Regions from separate parts of the Hordeum vulgare genome. Here region 2 is linked to region 1. A link is a contact called in public Hi-C data. All regions are on one chromosome and are shown on one strand. Each heading gives the region's core, a stretch centred on a gene start, on an enhancer-like site or on the middle of the called end of the contact. The rest is flanking DNA. Distances are from core to core; before and after follow the strand shown. Region 1 holds the start of LOC123403126 (serine/threonine-protein kinase RIPK-like). Region 2 holds the start of LOC123400953 (isoleucine--tRNA ligase, chloroplastic/mitochondrial).

Region 1 (3,558 bases), core at 246-2,745:
TCCTGCAGCCTAGCCTAGGAGAATTAATTAGGAACAAGAAGAGGCCAATTTTGTATTATCCTCGAGGGCAGGTACGTACGTTTCCTACCTCCTCACACTGACAGGGACATTTAATTTATGCTTGTGCGATCCCGTCCGAGGCATGGGCAATTCAACCCGGGAAAAAGGCTACTGCTTCTACGCATATTCAAAACTTGTGCTAGTCAGTGGCCAACGGGTAATTAAGTAGTACTAATCGAGATTTAGTCCATGGCTTTGCTCGTTCAACGGATCAAGTCTTTGAGAAGCTAGATCAACAAAACAAAATAGCAAACCGACAGAGATCGGCCAACTAGCTGGTTTCAAAACGTGCTGGCACGTACGTACGCAGGAAGCGGGTGAAGGAGACGGTCATCATATCATATCATATCATATATACTCGTACGAACTAGTCGTGCGTGCGTGTATACGGAGGAAATTAATGGAGGTATGAACGGGGATATGATATGCCCGCCGGCCGGAGTTGGTAGGGATGGGACGGAAGAAGAGCACTGACCGATTCGAGCAGGATGTTGGAGGCCTTGAAGTCCCTGTAGATGACCGGCGTCTCGGCCTCGTGCAGGAACGCCAGCCCCTTGGCCGCCCCCACCGCGATCTTCAGCCTCGTTGCCCACGGCAAGCTCGCCAGCAGATCTGCGCAACGAGAACCATATCCCAGATCAGCAAACATGTCGGCGGCGCCATGTATACTACCGTGATGGACGAACAAATTCTCATGGATGACGACTCTGGTGCAGTGCTGCTTACTCTTGAAGAGGTGGTGCTCGAGGCTGCCGCGGGCCATGTACTCGTAGACGAGCATGCGGTGGTGCTCCTGGTAGCAGTATCCGACGAGCTTGACCAGGTGCGGGTGGCTGAGCTGCATGCCGAGGTAGACGACCTCGGCGAGCCACTCTCGGTGGCCCTGCGGCCCCTCGGCGTCCAGGTACTTGACGGCCACGTGCTGCGGCTGCATCCCGGCGACCACCTTGTCGTCGAGGAAGCCCTTGTAGACCGGCCCGAACCCGCCCTCCCCGATGAAGTGGCTGCCGGAGAAGTTGCGGGTGGCGGCCCGCAGCTCGGCGACCGTGAAGGCGTGCATCCCCGACGAGGCCAGCGTCCGGGACAGGTCGTCGAAGGAGAGGGAGCGCAGCCTCGCCGTCGCGCTCGGCGCCCGCCGCATCGACTTCTTCTTGCCCTTCCTGGTGGGCGGCGCCGTGGCCTTGGCCGTGGCCGTGGCCGTGGCCGCCTCGTCGCCGTCCGCCACCGCGGCCGGGTCCGTGGCGCCGCCGCGCGGGTGGAAGCAGCCCATCAGGAACGCCCTCATCGTGCCGCCGGCGATGCTGCGGTCGATGGATGGATGGAGGTCGAGTGGTTCGTCCCTGGTGGGTGTCGTGATGGAGTGCAACGAACAATGGGGATTGGGAGAATGGATGATGGGTTGACGAGAAGAGATGGATGATTGAGGGTGGGTGGCGCGTGCGCGTGTGTATATATAGCGGGGTGAGGGTGATGGGTTGGTCGGACGGACGGATCGGGTCCTGGTCACGGGGGGAGGGTGTAAACGGAAGGGCCCGTCGACGGTTTGACCGGAGCGACGCGGCGAGGTAGACGAATGAAAGGAACCCGCGTGGGCTGCGCGGCCGGTGACGACGTCGATGCTGCACGGCGAGGTTGCTCCGGCGAGCTGGGTGTTGTGTGCTGGCCTGGTGGGTTGAAGGTGAGTGCGACTGGCTCGACCGCTAGCTAGCTGGCTAGCTGCAAGGAAAAAATGACCCGGAACGCAGCTGGCGGCCGGCGTCCGACGTGTGTACGTAGCGACGGCGACGCGTGTGGACTCTAGCTCGTGTGCTTGGCTCTCCAAGAGTGCATGCGCTGCAATTCTCTTGCCGGCATGCGGTTTCCGGCCAGTGCGCATGACAGGGATGCTGCTCGTACGTGTCGACGCGCTGTGATGCACGCTAGCTGTAGCAAAAAAAAATTTCGAGGGATGGGTTGTAATTTTGTTTACCACTTATTATTATTATTTCCTCTTTTCCTTTTCTTTGCCGGGAAATCGATGGCGTTTCTTTTACACCGCTAGCTGCGTCTTCGGAGTTCGGATGGTTGCTGACACCATCTTCAACAGTTGTTTAAAAAATGCTCCGCATGATAAAAAATTCGTTTTTTGGATGTCGGACAGCTTCAATAGACGCTGTAAAACAGTGCGCACGCTAAAAACTTTTGGACGCGCCTTGAAAAGCGCTATCGCGCGTAGCATATTTGGTGCGCCCGCTTGCGCGCGTAACAAACTTTGTGCTGCTGCCGGTGGGGTCGTTGGATTGGGTTGGATTGGGCGCTCCATTAACGCGCATCCGTTGAAGATACTCCGGTCCTCGTGTTTTAAAAGTGCTACAGTGATGTGCTAAATTTTTTATTGAACGCGCTATTTTTGTGCTGCTGTTGGAGATGCTTTGAGGGAATCGGCAGCATCGATCGGGCAAACAAGCTGAGAAATGGCCACCTGCCTTTAGTTACCATTTGAGAAATTAACAGTTTAATAGTTTGAGATTGATGGGGGAAATTAACGGTTTAATAGTGTGAGATTGACGATGGAAGGGTTGAGCTGCGCGTTATATATGTGTCAGTGTCAGCGCTGTGGGAACTCTTGTGGGTGCCTCTCGCTTTTGGAAACGATGCGTTTGGCCGGCTATCGTACTATACTAAGGCGTTTTTTTTGTTTGTTTGAATAGTTTATAGGTTGCTTACCACATATGCCATGCGGTTATGCTAAGGTGTTTTGTTGTGCGCTAGCTAGCTTGCAGCGTCGTACCGTAGGCCAGTCGCTCTCACGTCGAAGGTAAGATGGCGACGCGCCCACTGGTAGCCTAATCAAGAGGCGTCTTTGACAAGACCAATTCGGGCGTAGGTATGTTTCTCCTGTTAATTGCTATACTAGTTTAATTCTCAACAACTATGGGGATTTCGACAACATGTATATTTTCTTGAAAAGATTAGTGTAGAAAATTTCAAAGCACTGCCATGGAAACTCATAACGCTGTTCACCGATCTTATCGTACGTCTAGCTGAAAAGCTGTTGGAAACGAAGATGCCTGAGCAGCAGGAAGCTGTTGGAAACCTCGAATATGTTTGCTGACAGTGTTGAAAGGCTCAACTACACACGTTGCGATCGATATCCACTTATGCAGTTGATTATAACGCAGTTAAGCTAAGCACGCACGGCCCGATCAAACGGTGCTAGCAGTTGCGTAGGATGAAATATGATTTGACCAACTGGTCGCGTGTGGTTTTTTTTTCTTCCTCTGCACAGACGTCTTTTGTCAAAGGGCAGTGGCTGGGGAAGGCCAGGCGAAAGTGCAGCGCAGAACCTTCTTCGCCTCTGTATATCGATCTGCATGTGCGTACGTGTTGTCCGAGGCAACGGTCTTGGAGCAGCATCTTTTGTCATAAAAAACAACGGTGAAACATGTGGATTTACGCACGTTTAGGATTGGAGGCTCTTCCTCGAGCTAGCGCGCGGCATGCGAGGTGCATGCATGC
Region 2 (3,601 bases), core at 811-3,310, 140 kb after region 1:
CTCAGTTTTCCATTCCCTCTCGCTGCTACTTTCTCTGTCTCTAAATATTTGTTATTAAGAAAAATTAGACTAGTTCTTTTCAACAACAATTGTTGTGATACGGAAGGAGTACATTTAATTAGTTCATCATTAGGGACACTTCATGCTTCATCATGTTCCCAGCAAACATTTTTTTAGAAAAAGTACAAATGTAAACACCCATACATATACGCATACATCCATATATATATAATTACGCGCCTATGCATCCTACCTCTGTGAGCACATAAAAGAGATTGAACCGGCGATGATGGAACTGCAATAAAATGAGTGCGCGGGCCATCTTTAAGAAACCCAACATTTTGCCTATTGGTTTTCAACAAAACTGCCGCCCCGCCCAATTTTGCTTAAGAGCCACCAGTGTGAGCCGGCACATTATACTGAAACTAACGAGGTCGTCATCGACACCTTTATAGTCGGCGGGTCCCAAAAAAAAGTCGGCGGGAACATCTTATTTTATTTACTGTACATATATTGCTGAAGTGCTTGAAGTAAATAAAGAAAATATAAACATCGGTGTCTAGGACTTTAATCCTGATGGACGGGTTGGGGATACCACTACCCTTCGAACAAACTAAAGTAAAGAATAACGATTCCAGCGCTCCATCATGAGCATGCATGGAGATTGGTATGAAGCAAAATCTCCTTGAAATCATGATGAATGGACGAGAGGTCCTGATTTTGAACTTTGCAAAGCTTTTCAATTTTTGTTTTTGGGGATGATGGTTTCGATATTAACTGCAAACAAGCTGAGATTTATCGAGGGTAACAAAGCCCTTGAGACGTTCTTCTTTCTCTTGTGCGTCTCTTCTTCAGACTGCTGCCTTGTCAAAAAGCAAAAGTAGTTTTTTAGTGAAAAAACTATTCCAAAATTATTAATTAAGTAGTGCTCTTTGTAAAGGTCACTCCCGCCTTCTAAGTTTGCGTGCCACTTGTTGTGCGAGTTTTTCTTTTTTTCATTGATTCATTTATTTAAAATATTTTATCTTTTAAACTGTGTGTTTAAATCTTGAACAGTTTTCACCATTGCATTTCTCACGATGAGATCTTGAAAATTAGATTTTATGTTGATAGGTTTTGATGATTTTTTTTTTACAAAAAACTATACTTCTCTCGAAAGGAAAAATAATAAATAAAACATGTTTTTGTTTTGTTTTTGAAAGGCATGTCGTGTCTCTCGAGGAAGTAAATTTGCGTCTCTTGTGGAAGCAAAACCATATCACTCACGAAAGAAAAACACATATTCTTTTTCTTCATTTTAAAGAGGCACAACCATGCCTCTCGCGAAAGCAAAACCGCATCTCTTACGAGAAAAAAAACACAATTTTTTTGTGTTTTAGAAAAGTACGACCGTGTCTCTTGCGAAAACAAATCCATGCCTCTTACAAAAGCAAAATCATGCCTCTTGCGGAAGGATACAAAAAAAACACATTTTTTTTTCAAAGAGGCACAGTCGTGCCTCTCGCGAAAGAAAAAAAATGTGTTTTTTTATTTCAAAGAGACACGACATCTCACAGAAGAAAATTCATGCCTCTTCACGGAAGCAAAACCGGGCTTTTGGCCGAAGGAAAAAAGAAAACGCATTTTCCATGTATTTGTTTTCTTCTGAAATTTACCTCCCCACACACACACACGCACACACACAAACACCCAAAAAAAGCTAAGAAAGACCGACAGAAAGCAAACAAAAAGAACCCATACAAAAAGCCAAAAATACGTGCGAGAAAAGAAAATAAAAATTGAGGCGAAGATCCAAAATACGACACATGATGGTAGCTGAGAAGTGGGTCAAGTAACACGCTCTTAGCCCACCTCAAATGATCCTTAGAAGGCCCACGACAAGTTTGGAAGGCTGTCCATTTACTGGGCCAAGTGGACAAGCGTGTCGAACAGCTAAGAGAGCCCAAGTTGACCTCTGCAGCACGGCCTAGCCCAGTAGCCCCTCCTCACAAAGTGGCCCAACCATGACGACCCCCCTCCTCCCGAACACAAATGGCCCAACCAAGACGGCCCCACACTGCAGCCTCACCGGCCTCCGCGAACGAGCCAACCCCCTCCACACCCCTCTTCTCCGGTTCAGGCCCTCCCCCTCCTCCCCTCTCCCCTCGCTCGCCAATCCCCTTATCCCCCGATGCCGCCATTGCCGCGCCCATAGCAGAACCCACCTCGCCGTCGACCGGCCGGGCGCCCCCCCCTCCCCTACGGAAGTCGCCCGCTCGTCTCGCGGCGCCGGCGTCTGATGGACGCCGCCTCCTGCTGTCGCGTAAGCGCGCCCCCCTTCCCTTGTACCGCCGAACCTCCTGGAGGCATTCCTCACGAGCCCCCGCTCTTCCGCAGGTCTTCTCGACGCAGAGATGCCGCTTCCCGCTGCGCAGGCTGGGGGCGGCGCCGGTGGCGGCGCGGCGGCCGTTCTCCACCGAGCTGAGCGACCTCTTCGCCCCGTCGTCGTCGGCCTCGAAGCGCCGGTCCCGGGGCCCCGTCATGGCCGCGAAGAAGGCCGCGGAGGGTGAGCCGTCTCTCGCTCCTGTCATTGAGGGGTTCAGGGTGGGGTTTTTGCTTTAGGGGGAATCGGCGACAGTCTGTTTGGTGTTGCAATGGGGCGTCAGCTTTTGAGGTGGATTGCTCGCGAATTGCACCCGGTGTTAGGCACTATATAGGGACACAAGCACTAGTAGGATTACACGAATCAATTTGAGTGCAGTTTCCTGAGCTTCGGATCGAGTGCTGATGAGGTTTTGAGTGAAATTTGCCCGTGGTCGTTGTTGGAACTGACGGGGTGTTCACTGCGTGTAACTCAAGCTTAATCTGGTCGGTTTAGCTTGATAGACGTTGCTCTTTGACAAACGTCATTCTTGTTCGGACTCATTATGCATGCTGGGTCATTTCATTGTAATTAGTAGATCATTAATTATACAATTTTCTATTTAATGTGTCTATGCCTTCATCACAATTTGTCACCATGTTTTCTTTTTGGTCGGTATAAGACTTCCATCAATATAAGCTTTCTACATCCGGTGTCTCGGTATCAAAGCAATCTTTGTTTTCATTTTGTGAATAACTAGAAGAACACAACGAGCTTATTTTAGATGTTGGATTATTGTGGAAGCAGTGCTCAGATGGTGGTGATTGTGCTTGTGATGACGCAAGCCTATTGAGATTATATGCTATATATACCTAGAATATGGGAATTTGATGATTTAATGAATAGTTTTGCTATTCTTAGAAGTTCAGAGTTGAAAGTTAGAAAAACTCTCCGTGTTTAATATACCTGAGTGCAGTCATGGGGAGAAAAGTACCTTCAATTGAGTCTCAATATGACATCTCATTACTAGCAGGTGTTTTAACCGAGCTACTGATCCTTAATGGTATAGATAGTCTTCTTTTTGCAGGAAACAGTATAAGTAGTCCGATTTGGCATTTTTCAAAATGAAAAGCTCGTAATGATATACGTGGTCTGATCTGGAACGTTTGAATTGAAATAAGCAGTTAATCGATGTTTGACAGGTTGAGTCTTGCTTTAGTCATTGGTCCTCCTTGGGGTGTTAGAACACAGAGGTACCTG

The links. A called contact is a pair of places that touch in the nucleus more often than the background predicts.
Region 2: a Hi-C map of seedling shows a contact between it and region 1, with 2.9 times the contacts expected there. The contact joins the promoter of LOC123400953 here to the promoter of LOC123403126 in region 1. A contact is called at or near these places in 4 of 6 Hi-C or Micro-C datasets (leaf, seedling and an unstated tissue).

Annotation. Positions count from the first base shown.
Region 1 is chr6H:527,396,525-527,400,082 of MorexV3_pseudomolecules_assembly, forward strand. It overlaps LOC123403126 (serine/threonine-protein kinase RIPK-like), which reads right to left and starts at 1,496. Exons shown (of 3, transcript XM_045097089.1): 1 at 787-1,496; 2 at 536-672. The coding sequence starts at 1,345.
Region 2 is chr6H:527,538,288-527,541,888 of MorexV3_pseudomolecules_assembly, forward strand. LOC123400953 (isoleucine--tRNA ligase, chloroplastic/mitochondrial) reads left to right here and starts at 2,061. Exons shown (of 22, transcript XM_045094668.1): 1 at 2,061-2,302; 2 at 2,377-2,545. The coding sequence starts at 2,279.